Regions from separate parts of the Mus musculus genome. Here region 1 is linked to region 2. Evidence: chromatin contacts called from public Hi-C data. All regions are on one chromosome and are shown on one strand. The core of a region is the stretch at or near the end of the contact, and the rest is flanking DNA. Distances in the headings are between cores, read along the strand shown. Region 1 overlaps Ssbp2 (single-stranded DNA binding protein 2). Region 2 has its middle 35 kb from the start of A830009L08Rik.

Region 1 (5,067 bases), core at 237-2,736, 190 kb after region 2:
GTGGAAAGAGTAAGGAGAAGGGCAGTGGGAGGGAGAATGGTTCCCATGGTGACTTCTTACCCTGTAAGTTTGGAACACTTCCGACACAACCCGGGGTTCTAGAATGTATGTTTTCTGTTTGGATTGTGTCTTGCTCTGGCAGGGTGAGTTCAGCCCTGCGCTCCCCTCTTTGCATGTCTGTGTGCAGAGTGTGATCGCCCTGCTCAGCTGCTTTCACACTTCTGCCAGGCCAGAGAACTGAGCAGTGACTGTTTCCTCAATGAAGAGCTGGTGTTTTATGACACCTGACAATTACACATTTGAAATTTTCACACCTTTTTAAAAAAAAAAACAGAAATATGAATCTAAAAGCATTGTAACTTCTTTTCTAACTAAATCTGAAATGTGCTCAGTTCACTGTGACACATCATATATATTTTATTTAATAAATAATTAAAAAGTTTCTTAGCATTTTAGTTTTTAAGGGAAATAATTTTTAGTTGGATAATAATTAGACTTAAGCTGTATATGTTGAAAGCACAAAAGAGTTGAATGTTATTTTTGCTTTTTGACAAATAAAAGCTTCTTTGATATTTTCAGGTATGTTATAGCAACTGTAAATACTGTCAGAATAGATTGACAAACAATTTTAAGTCTTTTGAGGTTTACCTTAGGATTTTGATTTAATAAACTATATCTGAAAACTGACACATTTACAGAAATCTAAAGGGAAAAATTATTCCTGTACCAGCATATATTAAAAGAAGCTGATTTTAGAAACATACTTGTGATATTTGATAATGAAAATGAATTTGGAATTTCAGAAATACACAATTAAAGGAAGAAATTAACTTTATTATTTGTTACACGTATGTCTTATAAACATCTTCTTAAGAACATTTAGACTTCTTAAACATTCTTTCCATATTTGTAGCTATCACATCACAGGTTAGAGGCCCATGGGTCTTGTTTGACTCCATGGTAAATAGAGTACCACCACCCCACTGAATAAATAATTTTCTGACCACTAGTTTGGTCTTGTCGAAGAGAGAGGAAGGTGACCTGTAAAAGGCATGAAGCGGAACACAAGTTGAAGCAAGGTTCTCTTCTTAAATAATGCAGGTGGCTCCTCTCTAAAAGTGAACTAGTGTTTAGACAGCCATGTGAATTACAAAAAGGGTAGTCAAATCTTAGAAAATTTCTGTTACATATTTGGCTTAAACATGCAACATTTTGCATTTTGACAGCATGTATATATGAATGTTCATGTTTATGCAAATAGCATCCTTTTCTCTGGGCTTGGGAATACTAAATCTGCATTGACTAATTATGAACTTAGTAGACGGCTGTGGATTGAATGCATGTTCCTAAAAGTTGAAATCTTAACCCTAGTGTGATGCAATTTGAATGTGGGTTGGCTGCTATCTGGCATTAGGCAGTCTGACCACAGAGGCTTCATGGTTAATTGCCTCATTGATAAAAGAAATAGAAGGGGAACTCTGTTCTGCTGCCACATATATGTGCAATGAGAAGTTACCCATCTACAGATCAGGAGCACAGACCTCATCGGTCACTGTATCTACTGACACCTTCGTCTTGCACTTCCTAGCCTTGAGATCTGTGAATATGTTTGCATTTAAGCAACTCAGGTTTTAGAAAGTGCTGTAACAGCCAAACTAACTTAAGACTTATACAATAGGATAGATAAAGAATATATTGAGAAGGTAGCCTTAGGTATGTATCATTATTGAAATACGAGATGCATCACTCAGAGAAAAGTGCAGAAAACTATAAGGTACACACACAGCAGAAAGAATGCAAGGTGTACACTCCTGTTTATAACAATAAGCTATAAAGCCTTTGGGAGTAAACTTAGAAAAAGACATGAAGAGAATTAGAAGCTATTTAGCATGTATTCCTAAATGAAAAATGGCTGGCTCATATGTTAGGCTAATATTTATTTTTAAAATCATAAGAATATTTTATCAGTAGTTAGATTTGAGTGCTGAGTTTACATTTGATTTTCCTTACTTATTTTTATGTTTTTGCTTCAGTAATCTGCATTGTTACAGCGAATCGTTTATTACCATGTTGTTCATAAAACCAACTAATATTTAACCAAGATAAGACTATGGAGTAAAGCCAGGCAGTGTGAGAAGACTTTGGCCAGGTCCGGCACCTTACAACAGTATGTTCAAGAAAATGCTGGTTGGTCACAAAGAGCTAGAGAATGTTCTCACAGCATACTACTAGTCTCTTAGAACACTTTTAGGCCTTCATTCTTTATATTTAACTAGCATTTACAGGGTCGACTGTGTGACTGCTCTCCTGAAACTTACTTCCCATCAAAAAGCATACAATTAACCAGTTCTGCATTACATTTAAGAACATTCAGAAATATTTCCTATTTCCAAAGATAAAATATCACATTTTAGTTTATGGAACTGTTGTTAACTTTTTAATGCTATGTTTCATGCTAATGGTTGATTTTGAAGTGAACATTGCAGTTATTTTGTGGTACGTAGAGTCTATAATGGAGATGGGGGGGGGGCTTTGTTCTATAAGCAAACAAATTTTATTTGAGCAAAAATAAGTTGGTAATTAGAGAAAATAACCTCAGTGGAGAACTGTTATTAGCAGGCTCACTGGAAGTTTCTCTCACCATCTGCACTGTAGTCCTAGCCAGATGCGTGCTGTAAAGTTCAATGGGTCTTGATAGGCATTGCCTTGATTTCAGTGGCTATATGATGCTAAGAATTCTTGACAAATAAGAAAAATTAATTTTTAACAAAATTTATCTAAGTTAATGTTTTATTTAAATTAGTATAAATGTTTTCTTTTCTCCATATAATACAAAATCAGTTGTTGAGAGCAGTCTTAAGATTGAAGCCTAGCTTGCCTGTAAGCTGTATAGAAAAACAAATCAAACCTTATTCCATTTCCCCTTTGAATACAAATTAAATACACACGATTCAGTAGTTTAAATGTAGTTTGTTAGGAGGGGTTTTATGTAATTTTATATATAAAAAAGAAATCATTAAAGAATGAGATTTGAAACAGAATGTATAAGGCATGTTCTGGCTGCAAATTGTGAAATTTAACATGTGTCAATGAAATATATAAATAATAATTATATAGTCCTAAATAAAAGTAATCATGCATTTAAATTATACCCATATACATAGGCATGTGTGTGTGTGTGTGTGTGTGTGTGTGTAAGAGGGAGGGAGAGAAGGAAATTTTATCTTTTTCTACTGATTATAGATAATGAAGTAATTTGAATTTACTAAAACCTCAAGAAAATATTTTTGCAAGAAGTGTCATGTGTTAGTGAAGTGTGTTGTCTGTAGTGTCATGAAATAGTTTTGAAGGAGATGGTAGAAGTCACTTTGCCATAGTGGAATCGCTCCATGAGCATCATTCTGTCAAGTACTCCCCTTGTTGTCCCCAGGTGTGCAGGGTGTCATATCCAGATGGCGTCTCACTGTTCACTTGGCTGTGATCAGAATAAATGTGAGTTCACATGTCTGTGGTGATCATAATGAGTGTGAGTTCACGTGTCTGTGGTGATTATATTGAGTGGGAGTTCACACTGGCTGTGATCAGAATGAAAGTGAGTTCACATGACTGTGCTCATAAATGTGAGTTCACACTGGCTGTGATCATAGTGAACGTGAGTTCACATGGCTGAGATCAAAATGAATGTGAAGCGGGTTTTTGTTGACTATACTACCCCTCCTTTAACGTCTTTAATTAATCTGTTTCTTGTGTACTCAGGAAGTCACTAATGACATTTGAGGAGAGGAAGCTTCTTAGCTTCCCGCCTGACTGTGCAGCTTTTATTTTTTATTGAAATTGTGATCTCAGCCAAAAACCAGTTGGTGGAAGGAAGGAGTCATGAATGAAAAGCAGGGAGAAAAGGCAGGGAGAGGTTGTACAGAGGAACAAAGGAGAAAATCATAAAGCTAGTTATGCAGATACTAATTCATTGTAAAAGGTGTGGCTAGGACACAAACACTGTCATCTCATCCCTGCTACTATGCAGGACCATGAGGAACACACATGATTGTGCTTCTGTCATGGAAGTTTACATGATGATTTTGTTATGGTTTGATTTTTCATTTAACAACTAGAAAGCACCCATTTCTTTAATGTTCTTGATAATTGTCTCTCTTCAGTCCCTGCTTTGCGAGCCTGAAGTTCTAGATCATAGTCCGCCCACCCCACTTTCCACAGATCCACCCCTTCCCTAGCCATCCGATTCTGCCCTTTGGAGAAAGAATGTACAAGGCCAATTTGCACTGGTCAGAATATTCCCTAGTATATAGTCTTCTGCTTGAGCAGGTCCCCTTCCTAGGGCTGTACCTACAGAGAACGACGATGTGTTGCTGCCAACACTGTGAGTTAGCATGCGCCGCTGCCCTGAAGGTGTCACTTGGAGTCATCCTCTGCTCCAGCTCTTACTCCTCCCACCCTCTCTCCTCTAATGACCTCATGTGCCATGTGTGTTCTCACGTGCAATTTTCCGAGTTAATCACCGTCTACTACAAATAGAAGCTTTTCTGATGAAGCTTGTGAGATGTATAGATGTATATGGGGTTCTGAGTGAGACACATATCTGATGCAAAGGTAATATTCACAGATGAGAGAAACTATGTGATATTTGACTTTCTGAGACTGTGTCACCTCACTCAGGATTGTTTCCAGCTCTCAGTTTACTCACAAATCCATTTACCTACAAATTTTATAAATTTATTTTTATTAATAATCTGAATATTATTCCTTTCTATAAACATACCACATTTTTATTATTCACTTATTTCTGTAACTTTTGTAGTGTATTCCAGTGGTCATATATGTTGATAATATATTTGGGAAATGGGCCCAGGTTCTTGGCACATGGTCTAGGCTGAACTTGAACTTGTGGTTTTCTTGCTTCAGCTTCCCAATGCTGTGGTTATGGGTCTTGAAGTGTAGCTCTGTGTGTTGATATTCTGACCAGAGACAGTGTTCTACTGAACCAGCAGTTTGAATGAGGATTGGTAGGGAAGTTATCAAGTCTTGCGTAGGTGATTGAAAATCAGGCTA
Region 2 (5,172 bases), core at 48-2,547:
TTTCTTTTTGTCTCCTGGACACCGACACATTTTATAGCTTCACATATTTAGTAAGACACTCCAACCATTGAAGAGCAGGTCCATTAGCAGATATAAGATTTGTGTTACAGTACATTATTTGAATAGATCTAAACAGCATGGTCACTGCTGACATTAAAAATAATTTAGAAACTAACTCAGAGAGATAAAGACAGAGTCCATGATTTTTGCTGAGTACCTTGAAGGGATGCTTATGCACAGCTAGCAGCAGTTACAGCTTCCTGGATGACTGGACCTCAACCCCTTGATCTGAAGGTTACTTTAATGCATCGAGAAATATTTCATTGCCACCAATAAGGTGCAGAGACAATACAGCTGGAGCACAAGTCAAGCCAGAAATGAGAATTTTGTGCTTTTAGCTCCCAAGGTGAGATGATCAAGTACATTGTGCTGACCATTAACTGTTGCAGTTTTAGCATGGCAGTGGTTCACTGCAATGCCAGGCAAGTCACTTAAGCCCTTAGCTCCTTGGATTCCCAACTTGGCTTCTTCCAACTTGCATGTCAAAGCCTCACAGAAGTGTGTTTTCACTGACCAGTTTCCAGGCACCCCAGTAAGTACTCTTGTCTATGGGAGTAAAGGTCAGGGACTTTATTAAAAACCAAGTTGCTATTACATAAGTACCAACCCACAATCAGTGACTACTGGGAGTTGGAAACCATCAGTCTAGCAAAGGAGGAATTCCAATCATCTATATGGATAAAGTGCCAGAAAGCAAAATGTACTTTTTTTCTGTTTTTACACAACTGGAAAGGTGAAAGCAAGCTGAAGCAAACAGCTTGGAAAGCCTTGGGCAGGACAAAGCAGCCCCAGGTTAGTAAGAGGAAGAAAGGGTGACTTGGGATCCAGGGCTTCACCCTGGGAGTGATTGTCATCACAGGATTCAAATGATCACTTCTGAAAGCTTCATTCCAGACTGAGGTGTCCTAATTTCAGCTTCAGAGAAGTATTGACAACAACAGAAGGAGGAGAAATAAAGAAGGGGAAAAACAGACTAAAAGGAAAGAAAGGACTGGGGTTGTTTGCATGTGATAAATGATCAATGGTCAGTTACTTGAAGGCATCAAGAACAACATTTCAACAGTGTTTTGCAGCCCCAGACCCCAGCAGAAACTCCCTTCAGGAGGCTCTAGCAGCAGCCTCTGCACCTACAGCACAGAAAGCTGCTTGCAGTAACTGTCACCTTCAGGATGACAGCCAGGCGACAGAGCATATCACCCAGAGGGTCGTCCTTGTGATAACACGAAACCAAGTGAACTTGGTCATTTCTTGGTGTTTTAATAACGCTGATGCAAAATATGAGTAAAATTACAGGTGCCAGTCCCCGCTGCAGCGTGCTGATAAACAGCTCCCCATTTCGTAGTGGCTGGTCACATCTGGAGCCTTTAGGGATGCGAAAGTACTGGAAGGATTATTGCAAAAACTTAAAGACACTTTTGCTGCCAATACTTTGTTTTTAACCTAAATTAGTGGGGTTTGGGGAGGAGGGAGGCGCTTTTTTTAGAGAGTTGCAATGCTTATATCATATACCTATTTAAACCCTAATCAAATAGCAAGATTGGAAAGGGGATTAAGTGTGGACTAGTTGCTCGGAAACTTTTCCAAATTGACCTTAAATAATCAGAGAACAGTATAAAGCTATGGAATTGTGGATATGTTTTCTAATAATAAACGCTATCAAATTCCTCAGTTAAAATAACCTGCCCAAACTTGGTTGATCATCGTTGATAACCTCTTTTATAATATCAAATTTGCAAGCAATGTGCACAGTGTCAGAGTCTTAACATAAGTGAAAGAACACAGTTGTTATTCACTATGGAGTTATGAATTTCAATAACCACAGACATGGACATAATGTCCTGGGAAATGGTTGATATTTTGACTTACTTTGAATAACGCTCTTCTTTCAGTATAAATATTTCTTTATGCCTCGCGTCTGCTTTAAGGTTGTTTGGGTTGGGAGCAGAACTAGGAATAGATGATGCAGATTCTGGGTCAAACTCATCACGATTTGTCTCGTGTCTCTTGAAGGATGATTGTGTACATGTATAGTTAGTAGTGTGAAGACCCCTTATATGTTTCTCTCTTCCACTTCCCCTTTGATTGAGAAAACACAATAAAAATCCTCTGGCAGAAATTTGACACGGCCATTGAAGTCTGGCTTCCAGGCTTCCTTCAATGAATACACAAGGTTTGCCATGGCATTACATAGGTTGACCGGAAAGCAAATATTTGCAACAATATGGTTGGACTTATGCTTGTATATTTATTACAGGGCTTATTTGTAGAAAACATTCCTTTTGGACCAGCAAAATGGCTCAGCTGGTAAAGGCACTTGCTGTCAAGCCTGATAACATGAGTTCAATCCCTGAAAGCCATATGTTGGAAGGAGAGAACCAACACTCTCAAGCTAGTTTTGTGACTTCAACACACACACACACACTAAATGTAAGACTATGTCTCATAAAAAGAATATTTAAGGCAGATCGTAATGTAGGGAACTTAACAGACTTTACTGGACATAGACACAGTGTAGTATGCTCAGAACGTGAAGCTCTCAATCTCTTTCTTCATATAAATGAGCAGAGATACATAACAAGTTGATCTTGAATCTATCTGGTAAAAAGGACCACCTCATTGACTGTACACTGCTAGTGCATGCAAACACCAGAACACACGGTCTTAGATGTATATCAGCATCAGATGTTACTTCACTGAGAAATTAATTTGTTGGCCAAGATATGCCAACATAAATGAAAAGAGGCCCATGCGCCCTCTCCAGTTCTAGTCTGCTACGGTCTGAAAGTTCGAGTCCCTCTAAACTCACATGTTGAAATCCTGTCCCTCAAGGTTTCGGGAGGTAGAAAGATGATTATGTCTTCTTTAGAATGGAGCTTCTCTGGGTGAAAGTTGTATCTTACCTAGAGAGAGACAGACAGACACAAAGAGAGAGACAGACAGACAAAGACAGAGACACAGAGAGAGACAAGAGACAGACAGAGACAGAGAGATACAGAGAAAGACAGAGACACAGAGAGAGACAAGAGACAGACAGAGAGATACAGAAAAAGACAGAGACACAGAGAGAGACAAGAGACAGAGAGGGAGACAGAGGCAGACAAAGAGAGCCCTAGAGAGCTTATTTGCCCTTCACCTTGGGAGAACACAGTGAGAAAATTCCATCCATGAGGACGGGGACTCTGACCAGACACCACGTCTGCCAGAACCTTCAGCCTTAGAACTCCAAGGGATAAATTCCTGTTGTTTATGAGCCACCTGTCTATGATACTTATCAGAGCACAGATATTCTAGATGCCATCCTTTCTGTCTAAAGTCTCACCTTAAGCCTCGTATATATTCCTCTTTGGGACAGTAATGGAGAATCCCTAATTGACTAAATCAAGAAGTTAAAGACTTTTTTCCTATTTTTTTTTTCTGTTTTCTTTCAAATTCCACATATTGAAGGGATATTCTGAGTTGGCTTCAAGATTATAATACTTATATGTGAGAGAGGAGAAGGATGATGCTCACATTTGCCGAATGCTTGCCATTCTTGCTGGAATGATCTCCCATACTCCTTACAAGGAACTGAAAAGAGAAACACAACTCTCCCCACGGTGATGATGCAGACGGAGACCTCCTGAGAGTTCATACATCACAAGCCGAAGTTTCAAGCTGGGTCTAGCTCTAAAGCACGTGTTTTCTCCACTGCACTTTGGTTCCTTTTTTTTTTTTTATTCTGAAACTTTATATAAGAAGGACCAGAGGGAGAGAATTCCTTCAGATAAAAATATCTAATATTATTTGAAACATACTTGCATACATCATTAGAAAATCTATGTGATGCAAAATGGCTCTTAAAAAATATCTCCCATATCCCAACTTGCAATTTATGTCTTGAACAGCGTAACTAGAAAGTTCTGTCTTGGTGGCTGAAAAGGACAGGTGGAAATTTCTGCTTTTGATACAACAAAAGCTACAGGACTCCTGGTGGTGATGACCTTTTCAGTGGTGTGTTACTGTTTTAGCCAAAACTCCCCTTGCCAGGAAAGGCAAGCTACCCAAAAGAAGTTTATTGTGAAGTTTAAATGGGCGATCTTCTGGCCATCCTAGGGAAAAATAAATAAATGTATAGCCCACACACTGGACTTAGGGCTGGATCGTTAACTGAAGAATTTCCTGTTTCTCTAACCATGGAGGTTTGCTTTGCTGTTTTCGGTTTGTGTCCACCTTCTCCGTTAGCTTCTGCTGGCTCATCAGCAAAATCATAGCTGAGATTAGCCCCCAGTTCTCAGTTTCTTATAACCACCAGATTGCCATCTGAAATACTCTTGAGCCTCTTTAATTTCAAGAGAAAAATCTGATTTCTCAATGCTTTTGGATGTCTCTGGTCAGGTGTCCTCTGAGGAACAACTAATGTTCCTGCAGAGGGTGGTACAGACGTTCCTACCTCTCTAGCTAGGCTGCAGCTACAGGCAGTTCTTGGAGGAAAGGGTCCTGAGTAGAGCAGACACTTCAAAGGCATCTCCACCCTTAAATAAAACGTATGTGGATATGGCCTTGTCGTCACATACCCTTCTTTGATCTAGAATAATTTGCCCTCATTTTGTTCTTAAAACAATGACCAACTAGGTGACTTCCTTGATGTCATCTGTCAAAATAAACTAGAGACAAAGCCTAGGTTTTCTGGTATATTAGGCTCCATCTTCTCTCATGGAAATGCACAAAACATCTGAAAGAGAACTGTCTTGTTTTGCTTTCAATCTACAGTTTAATTCACACTTAGCACTCACAATGCATTTTCTAATTTGGAGCCACAGTGGGTATTGGCTTCTCTTCACAGAACTACATTTTCATGTTTTACCTAAGATTGGTGCAGTATTCTATTGGAAGTTTGTAATGCAGGTTACTACTCTGATATGATGCACTTTTCCAGAAAAGTGTAGATTCTCTGGGGCTGCAGAATGACTGTAGTTCCAGTTTGGACATTCCTGAAAGGAGCAGTGGATGGAAGGACCATCTTTACAATGTATGGAGAAAGCAAGGTGTGGGGCATACCCATAATCTCAGCAAGCAAAGGAATCAGGCAGATCTGCATAAGTGTCAGTTAGCCTGATCTACGCAGCAGTCACC

Evidence for each region. Hi-C and Micro-C count contacts between places; a contact is called where the count stands out from the background.
Region 1: a Hi-C map of pre-megakaryocyte-erythroid progenitors shows a contact between it and region 2, with 3 times the contacts expected there. The contact joins two enhancer-like sites. A contact is called at or near these places in 2 of 484 Hi-C or Micro-C datasets (brown adipocytes and pre-megakaryocyte-erythroid progenitors) and 1 of 9 other capture datasets (embryonic stem cells).

The regions. Positions count from the first base shown.
Region 1 is chr13:91,610,630-91,615,696 of GRCm38.p6, forward strand. All of the region lies in intron 4 of Ssbp2 (single-stranded DNA binding protein 2), which reads left to right. Among named protein-coding and RNA genes, the nearest start is that of Gm41016, 79 kb to the left of the region's middle. Within about 2 kb of position 1,487, at least 15 of the 459 cell types and tissues checked have an H3K27ac peak or open chromatin away from gene starts, as enhancers often do. A contact at or near this core is called in pre-megakaryocyte-erythroid progenitors, where this site is marked.
Region 2 is chr13:91,420,389-91,425,560 of GRCm38.p6, forward strand. No RefSeq gene overlaps it. Among named protein-coding and RNA genes, the nearest start is that of A830009L08Rik, 35 kb to the left of the region's middle. Within about 2 kb of position 1,298, at least 36 of the 459 cell types and tissues checked have an H3K27ac peak or open chromatin away from gene starts, as enhancers often do. A contact at or near this core is called in pre-megakaryocyte-erythroid progenitors, where this site is marked.